Regions from separate parts of the Sus scrofa genome. Here regions 1 and 2 are each linked to region 3. The links are chromatin contacts, called in public Hi-C maps. All regions are on one chromosome and are shown on one strand. Each heading gives the region's core, a stretch centred on a gene start, on an enhancer-like site or on the middle of the called end of the contact. The rest is flanking DNA. Distances are from core to core; before and after follow the strand shown. Region 1 overlaps ATXN1 (ataxin-1). Region 2 overlaps ATXN1 (ataxin-1). Region 3 overlaps ATXN1 (ataxin-1).

Region 1 (2,700 bases), core at 94-2,593, 180 kb after region 3:
GCAGACACACGTTTATAGTTTTTCCCTTCCACAAACAGGACTCGTAGTAAATGCTCCTTCCCCTGCTAGGGAAATTCACTGTCACTTCATGAAGTCGAGAGCAGGGTTAGGGTCCCAAAGCCCAGTTTCCCTTCCCAGCCCCCAGTGCCAGGGCCTTGCCCCATGTTCTGCCTCTTCCTTCTTTCATCTCCAATAAACATAATGTCTTCATCTGAGCACTGATTTCATGCGTGTTCTGTAAAGGACATTAGCAGACTTTGCACATGGGATGCATAAATATTAGCCCAGACCCGGGACAGGATGTGCTGGCAGTGGTCTGCGGGAGGAGTGGAGGGCAGGAGCTGTGGTTATGAACTTGACGGTCCTCCAGTCGCCCATGGCAACCAGGAACCGGGAGCTGCGACCGCCAGAAGGAAAGCTTGGACGAGTTCACCTCTGAGATGGTTTCTGGTCTGGCGCTCACATTTTATGAAACCCGGGCTTTATACAAACAGGTTGTTTTATTGCTTCCTGCATGGCCAGTCTGTTTGATTTCTTTGCCCAGCTCCCTGAGAGCATTCTGAATTACAGCTCGGGTAATTTCCATCCACAAGGCGCATGACGTCATAGTGGAGGTTGGGGAAACCGTGTCAAACGGTTATTAACCAGAATGCAAAAAAGATAGGTTGGGACATTCAAATAAAGGTGTTTTGGGATAAAATACGAAAGATCACGCAGGTCCTAACTTGCCCTGTATCATCGTTTATAGCATACGGGCAGGACTTTTGGCTTTTATTACTGTGTTATAAATAGATGGCTCCTTACGAGCAGAGGCTGTCGTTAATCAAAAGCTGGCTAGCAAGTTTTGTGTGCCTGCTGATTAACCTGGAGCAGATTTGTCTTCTGACAGGCGCGCGGGGGAAACGGGTACAAATGCACTTCATCCACCAATCAGCGTCTTGCTTCAGAGCAAAGCACGAGGTGGGACTGTGGGTTCCTGCGTACAGGTCCCCTGTGGTATTCCGCGAGATCCCAATGCGAAAGGCTTGCTTTAGAGAAATGAGACAAATACCAGGACGTCTTCCAAGCTTAGTGCAGTGGATTATGGGCTTAGATGCTCAATAAATACTGTTAAGTGAAGGGAGAAAGTTTCCTAGACTAAAAGCAGGCGACTGGAGAAGTGATTACTCTGAACACAGAATACAGTGCGTCCCTCTCTCCAGCCTGTACCAGGAGCCCCTTGCTTGCAGCCATACTCCTGGGGCTGGCATTTCACAGGAAGTGGGTCCGAAAACAGCCCGCTTGGAGTGTGTGTGTGCGCGTGCGCGTGCATGCGCGCGTGCGGGGTGGGAGCTGGTGACACCGCTTGAACGCAACCCAAGGCTGTGAATCCAAGGAGAGGACCACACTAGGCGGGCTCTGGTCTGCTCCAGTGAGCTTGGACTTAAAAGTCAAGTAGGAGGCTGAGCCTGTGAGCCCCCCCCCCCACCCACAGAGCATTGAAACAGCCCGATCCAGCACGTCTCCCGGCCTGTCGGATCGGCGCGTGTGGTGTGTCTTGGTGAGGTTCTCGGACCCCAGAGCAGGTGTGAGCCACATGCCCCTGTGTCCCTGGGGGCTTTGGGAGGGGCGGGGTGGGACAAGAGGGCACGTGCCACCCAAAGCAGCTACTCTTGGAAAATGAGAAAGCCCAGCCAGTTTTCACTCTGTCCTCCCCTTCTTTTGTTCTTTTCCTCTGTCTCTTAAACACTGCGGCTTGAAAGAACTCTCCAAGAAGCGAGTTCCAGGGAATGCTTGTTAGAGGTCACGTGGAAGCCGAGAGTAATGGGCCTCCTTTTTTGGCCAAGAAGTGAAGATAATAAGGATGGTTGTATTTGCGCCTCCCCGCCCCACCCTCCCGCCTCCCTTTCACCTACTCCTGTTGATCTCATTCACAGTCAGTTGCTCTGGATCCGTATCAGGGATGGACACACTGACCAGCAAAAGGCAGAATTCAGCACATTATCCCCCCACCCCCACAAATGTGAACATCTCTTTTAAATTTGAGAGTATATAATTTCAATATTTTGTTTTCTCAGTAGACATTCAGTGCTCCCTCCAGTATCACTATGTTGTCATATTTATTTTAAGCCTTTTTTTTTTTTTTTTACAATCAAGACTCCTTTAGCCCACAGCAGGGAGAGTATTTTATTTTCTTTACACTCATTTCAAGAGCTACACCAGAAGCCCACAAGTGTCACATGCATCCCTCGCACGCATAGACCAGCTGTTCCTGGTGTCTGTGCTGCTTTCAGGACCAAGAGAGTTTGGGGATGAGCTCCTGTTGTGTCTCAGCGGGTTAAGAATCCAACTAGTATCCGTGAGGATGCAGGCTCCCTCCCCGGCCTCGCTTCGTGGGTCGGGGATCTGGTGTTGTCGTGAGCTGTGGTTGCAGACGCGGCTCGGATCCCGCGTGGCTGTGGCTGTGGCTGTAGTGTCGGCCGGCAGCTGCAGCTCTAATTCAACCCCTAGCCCAGAACTTCCATATGCTGCAGGTGCGGCCCTAAGAAAAAAAAAAAGAGTTTGGGGGGACAGGAGGATAAAGAAGTGGTCAGAGGATGGCCCTAAGAAGGAGCAGTGTGATAAATGTGGTAGAAAAGTGGCTTAGTTTCAAGATTCAAGAGCCTATCAGCTCCCCCTCTTTAGGAAGTGGCAGAAGCCTGACCCTCTAGCCAGGAGCCC
Region 2 (2,700 bases), core at 75-2,574, 230 kb after region 3:
GACCATTTGTTCTGCAGGCAAGCTGTTCGTCCCGGTAGGGGGCAATATATATCATTGCCCTCGTATGGATTATTTTCTAGAAGAAGTTTTACAGGCTTGGGAAACTTTCTGAGCTGCGGAGGTGAGGCAAGGAACCTTTTAATTAGAGATGGTTCTGCCCAGCATCTTTGCCGCGATTGCCTGGCACATGGGTTGCAGGAAGTAACCCCCCGGGAGAGAAGCCGAGGGAGGAAAGCGTGTGTTTTTAAGACAGATGAAAATATGTCCTGCTGTCTAGCACTAGGAACTGTATCTAGTCCCTTATGATGGAGCATGATAATGTGAGAAAAAAGAATGTATGTGTGACTGGGTCCCCTTGCTGTAGAGGAGAAAATTGACAGAACACGGTAAACCAGCTATCATGGAAAAATATAAAAATCACGAAATAAAAAAGAAAGAAAATATGACCCAGGGTGAGGCAGTGGGGGCAGGAGGGCCCTTCTCAAGAGAGAATCATAGCTTCAGCAGCCAGTATGTACAGGTTGTGCAGTGGGCCAGGCCGCGGGCTGTGTTCGGTGCATGCTTGAACTCCCAACAAACCTTAAGACCCGAGTTACTGATATAATTCCCATCATAGAGTCAGGTACACTGAGGCACAGCTGGCAGGTGAAGGAGCCAGGATTCCACGTCTGGCAGCTGGGATCCCAAGCTTGTGCCCTCAGCATCCTTGATGGGAGGTCCTTTGATGCCTGGAAGCAGTTAACTCTTAGGGACATCTTTCTCTGGTTCTCCAGCCTGCTGGCTGGGCACTGCCTTGTCCCATGCAATTCTCTAAGAACCCCATGAAACAGAGCTTGTTACTCTCTCCGTTTTCTTCAAGAGGAAACCGAAGCTTAGGAAGTTGGATATCTTCCCTAGAGTCACCAATCACCGAAAGCCAGGAGGCTCCTTACCACACCCCAGTCTCTGCAACATCAAGGTCAACCATCTGTGGATGGCCCATCAGTAAGAGCTGTGGAAGAAAGCACCGGACATCGCCACAGGCATAGAATAAGCAAAGCCCATTTTCGCTTCCATCTTTGACCAGCTTATCACCTCCGTTCATGGCTTATCTCAGAAGTCCTGCCTCCAGGGAGGAGTCTCTTCCTCCCAGACCCTAAGTTAAAGGAAAGAGCATCCAGCCATTCCGGATGTCCCCTATGCGAGGCTGTGGATGTGACGGTGTGCCTCTTTCCGAGGGCGACAGCATCCTTCTAGAGAGAGCGTGGCGTTCCTGTTGAATGAATACCTGATTGAGTTCATGGTGCTGAGCCAGGGCGAGGAGGAGCGATTTGGCAGCCAAATTCCTGGCAGCTCATTCAACGTCCTTAATGTTCCACCAGCTTCATGCTGGGCCGCCTGCGAGCCCCGGGAGAGGCTGCGGTAATTACTCAGCTTTTTGATTGAAAACAGCTGCAGGTAGCGTGCCCTCCCATTGTCCGTGTTGCTGGTGATTGGGAAAGACTTGGGGCATCTTGGGCTCCACCGAGCAGCCTCATTCTGGGGGGGAAAGAAAAAATGGAGGCAGAGCGTAGATTTTCCCACTTGCTCCACTTTTCAAAATGAACCATTCGTCTCTTGAGGGCCAGACCTCAGCCACCCATTCAGTGAGTGTGAGTCATACCCCTAAAATTAAAACAAACATTTCTTTCCGAGAGACCTCTTATCTTGGCTGATCTTTCTAGCTCGTCTCCCTGTTCTTGCTCTGCTTGATTTAGGCTGCTTTCAATAAAATTGCTGCTTGGTAAATACATGGTCCTTCCCGTCGATCCAAAGACAACCAGCAGCGTTTCCTTGGGATGAATGCGCGGACAATCTGGACATGGTTTTGGAGGATGGGATGTGGATTTTTAGAGGCCTTCCGGTGTAGCCCACATCTTGCAGGGCGTACTTGGACTTCCTGCTACGGGAAGTATCTGGGGTTCATAATCTCACAGGAGAATTTGTGCTTGCGATGGAATCTCTAAGTCCAGATGCCTTTCAGAGATAGAGTATTTTATGTCCCTCTGTCATGAGTTCCATTTTTGATCCAACCCTGTATAATCACATCCAAAAATGGAGAAGGCGATCCGGAAACACTTTGCCTTATGGTAGCCAGCTTCGAAAGGTGACAGAAGAGCAACACAGGATAAGAAGTGTCAGCCAGCAAAGAAAAAGAGCAGCCCTAGAATCCCACAGGGTTATGAAACTCGGTCTCTATCCAGCGCAAGGAACTTACAGTCTGGTGAGAAAGACGCATGAAAATCGTAAAAAGTGCAACGAGCAGATCTCCCGTGTAGCACAGAGAACTCTCCTCAGTGTTGTGTGATCATCTATGTGGGAGAAGAATCTGAAAGGGAATGGGTGTGTGTTCACGTATGATTGAGTCACTTTGACGTACAGCAGAAATTATCACCCTGTTGCAAAGCACGTGTACTTGAGTAAAACTTTAAAAAATGGACTGAGGGAGTTCCTGTTGTGGCTCAGTGGTTAATGAATCCGACTAGGAACCATGAGGTTGCGGGTTTGATCCCAGGCCTTGCTCAGTGGGTCAAGGATCCGGCGTTGCCGTGAGCTGTGGTGTAGGTTGTAGACGTGGCTCGGATCCCATGTTGCTGTGGCTTTGGTGTAGGCCGGCAGCTACAGCTCCGATTGAACCCCTAGCCTGGGAACCCCCATATGCCATGGGAGCAGCCCTAGAAA
Region 3 (2,700 bases), core at 123-2,622:
GTAACCATAAACTTAGTTGCAAAATCTTTGAGTCTATTTCTGTTGTGTGAATAAATTCTTTTGTATCATTTCTATTAGATTCCACATATTAGTGATTTTAGATGATAGATGCCTTTCTCTGACTTACTGCACTTAGTATGATAAGCTCTAGGTCCAACCATGTTGCTACAAATGCCATTATTTTGTTCTTTTTGTGGCTGCGTAATATTCCATTGCCTATATGTACATCGTCTTTATCCAGTCCTCTGTGGATGGACATCTCGGTTGCTTCCAGGTCTAGGCTGTTGTAAATAGCAGTGAACCATTTCCTTGATCCCGTTCTTCTTTCTCTTTTTATTGAGGGGTTCTCGGGAAGCACTTGAAACTGCTCCCCACTGTCTTCTCGCCATGTTCAGACCTGGTCAGAGGGCCTTGGCCAATCTCCCCTCTGCGAGGTCTTGTCCCAGGAGACAACCAGACCCGGGGACTCCTGGTTTGTGGATTCGGCTTCCGTGGCCCTTCCCACCAGGTCCTGGTGCTTCCAGAGGAGACTGTGCCTGCAGAGGCTGAGCTGGAAAATCCTAGCAGAGACACAGGGACCAATGGGGACCCAAGCCCGCGTCCCTCATGCCACTGTTCTGAGATCTCCTGGGGTGCTGCTAGCAGGCGGTCCCCTTCATTGCCTTCCATGAATCCCACCCCGTGGTGCCCTTCCCACCCTGCTGTCTACCCCAGTCCGGTTGCTTCTTCCCCTTCACTCTGCCTGGCACGCCATGCCTGCCTGGCTTCTGGTTGGAGCCTCCCGTTCTGTTGTGGTTTTGCTCTCGCCTGCCTCTCCAAACCTTGCCAAAATGTGAATATTTGATTTGTCAAATTCTGCCCAGACCTCCAAAAGGAGCCTGAGCCAAACCTAGGGCTTTGCAACCCCTCCTCCCCTTAGTTACGGTGGGGCCGGGCTCTCTCTCTCTCTCCAGTAGGTCATCTGCTCATTTCAAAATGTGCCTCTCCTTACTGGAAATTTGTTTTAAATTAGCCTCTGGCTGCCAGGGGCTCAAGGCTGTGCGAAGTCAAGGCTGTTGGAGGTTTCCCCGTGAAAAATCCATCACAGGCAGACCACGGAGATCCTGCTGGTTCGGCTGGTCCCAGATTGCCACAATAGAATGAATATTGCAATAAAGCCAAACACACAAATTTTGGGGTTTCCCAGTGCCTATGTCAGGTCTGCCCTGCTGCAGGATGGAGGGTGGGGCTGGGAAGGGGAGGTGGCACTGTGAGGAGTGGCCTGTGATATCTCTGGGCTTCCTGGATCAGGGGGAGGGGGAAGGAGAGGAGAGGAGCAGGGATGCTGAGAAAAGAACAGTACCAGAGAAGGACTATCCCCAGCCTGCCTGTAGGGGGCGCCTGGCTCCATGGCCCGAGGCCACACAAGCTTTGAGAAACTGGTGAGAACCTGGCTCTTCCAGTTCCCAGTGACTTTTAAGTTCCCAGTGATGCCGGCCCTTAGCGGGTGTGGCTCCTCAACCTGGGGCTGCATTTCACTACCCTTGGGAACCACAGTGTCCTTTCTGATATTTAAGATAGCAGTGTGCCAGCCCTTTTATATTCATTGTCTCGTAATTATTATAACCTTATCCTCTCTGACCGTACTTCCTGCTCTAGACATGAATCACCGAGGCTCAGTTAGAGGTTTTGCCCGTGGTCATAGTGGAGTATGAACCCAACCTGCGATTTCAACGGATTTCTATCTTTACGGCAGGCCCCAACATGAAGAAAAATAAGCTTTTAAAAACAGGGGAGTTACCCTACCCTGCCTCCCCATTCAGCAGGTTGGCTGCCCGCTGATGCTGGAATGTAAAGGCATCTAAAGCTTTGGATTCCTCAATTTAACAGTTGAAGGTTTAAGCGAATATTTTTTTAGGAGGGAAAGCCATGAACCCCATGCATTCATATTAAAACAGTGTATCTCACTGGTATTAATATTGATAGAGTAAGAGCGGAAACGACAAAGACGTACACAGCAGAAATCCCTGGGGCTTAAGAGCAGGCACCTTAGGGGACAAAAGGGGAAGGATCCGGTGACAGACTTTACCTACTTGATGATTGGAGTCTGGACAGCTCTGCTTCACCTTCCTCTGGGATCAGAAAAATAGATATTATATTGGCATGTGCTTTGCCGTTTATGCTTTAGCTCACAAAGGCTAGCTTAGCATGGGGGTGAGATCCATCCCCTTGGCGTGCATTTTGAGAACTTGAAGGGTGACGCTTTGAGACCCCTCGCTCGGAGATGCAGGAGAATTTTCTCATAGAAACAGATTCCGCTTGCCAAATAGATTCCGCTTGCAAAAAACCTTCTAGTTCTCTTTCTCCTCTGAGTTATTGAAACAAATAGATTTTACATGTCTAGCTGGCTCGTGGACTGCATCCTGTTAGAAGGTCAGAACAGAAAAAGAGGGGTGTTAGCCATGTTCCTGGAAGAATAAACTCGAAGACTCCTGGGGAAACTCTGGGTTCCACCTCTCATCCGGGATCCTGCAAGCTTGTTTTTTCTCACTCTTGGTGTCACATCCGTTCTAGGACTGAGCAGCTTGCTGTGGGTGCCTTGTGCGAGTGGAGACGTTAATATGAATATCAAGCATTTTATTTTTAGTTTTGGCATTTTGTTGGGGGTTTTCCTTTTTTCCCCCTCCTTCCTTCCTTCCTCTCGCCCACCCTCCCTCCTTT

What was found. Hi-C and Micro-C count contacts between places; a contact is called where the count stands out from the background.
Region 1: a Hi-C map of skeletal muscle shows a contact between it and region 3, with 2.6 times the contacts expected there. The contact joins two enhancer-like sites. A contact is called at or near these places in 2 of 47 Hi-C or Micro-C datasets (embryonic fibroblasts and skeletal muscle) and 1 of 2 datasets of contacts at active chromatin or transcription factors (alveolar macrophages).
Region 2: a contact with region 3 is called in a Hi-C map of subcutaneous adipose tissue, with 2.2 times the contacts expected there. The contact joins two enhancer-like sites. A contact is called at or near these places in 14 of 47 Hi-C or Micro-C datasets (alveolar macrophages, blood, embryonic fibroblasts and 10 more) and 2 of 2 datasets of contacts at active chromatin or transcription factors (alveolar macrophages and skeletal muscle).

Annotation. Positions count from the first base shown.
Region 1 is chr7:12,388,019-12,390,718 of Sscrofa11.1, reverse strand. The region is part of intron 6 of ATXN1 (ataxin-1); the gene reads left to right. Among named protein-coding and RNA genes, the nearest start is that of GMPR, 130 kb to the right of the region's middle. Within about 2 kb of position 1,343, at least 19 of the 83 cell types and tissues checked have an H3K27ac peak or open chromatin away from gene starts, as enhancers often do. A contact at or near this core is called in skeletal muscle, where this site is marked.
Region 2 is chr7:12,333,870-12,336,569 of Sscrofa11.1, reverse strand. The region is part of intron 6 of ATXN1 (ataxin-1); the gene reads left to right. Among named protein-coding and RNA genes, the nearest start is that of GMPR, 81 kb to the right of the region's middle. Within about 2 kb of position 1,324, at least 12 of the 83 cell types and tissues checked have an H3K27ac peak or open chromatin away from gene starts, as enhancers often do. A contact at or near this core is called in skeletal muscle and subcutaneous adipose tissue, where this site is marked.
Region 3 is chr7:12,567,628-12,570,327 of Sscrofa11.1, reverse strand. All of the region lies in intron 3 of ATXN1 (ataxin-1), which reads left to right. Among named protein-coding and RNA genes, the nearest start is that of ATXN1, 160 kb to the left of the region's middle. Within about 2 kb of position 1,372, at least 12 of the 83 cell types and tissues checked have an H3K27ac peak or open chromatin away from gene starts, as enhancers often do. A contact at or near this core is called in skeletal muscle and subcutaneous adipose tissue, where this site is marked.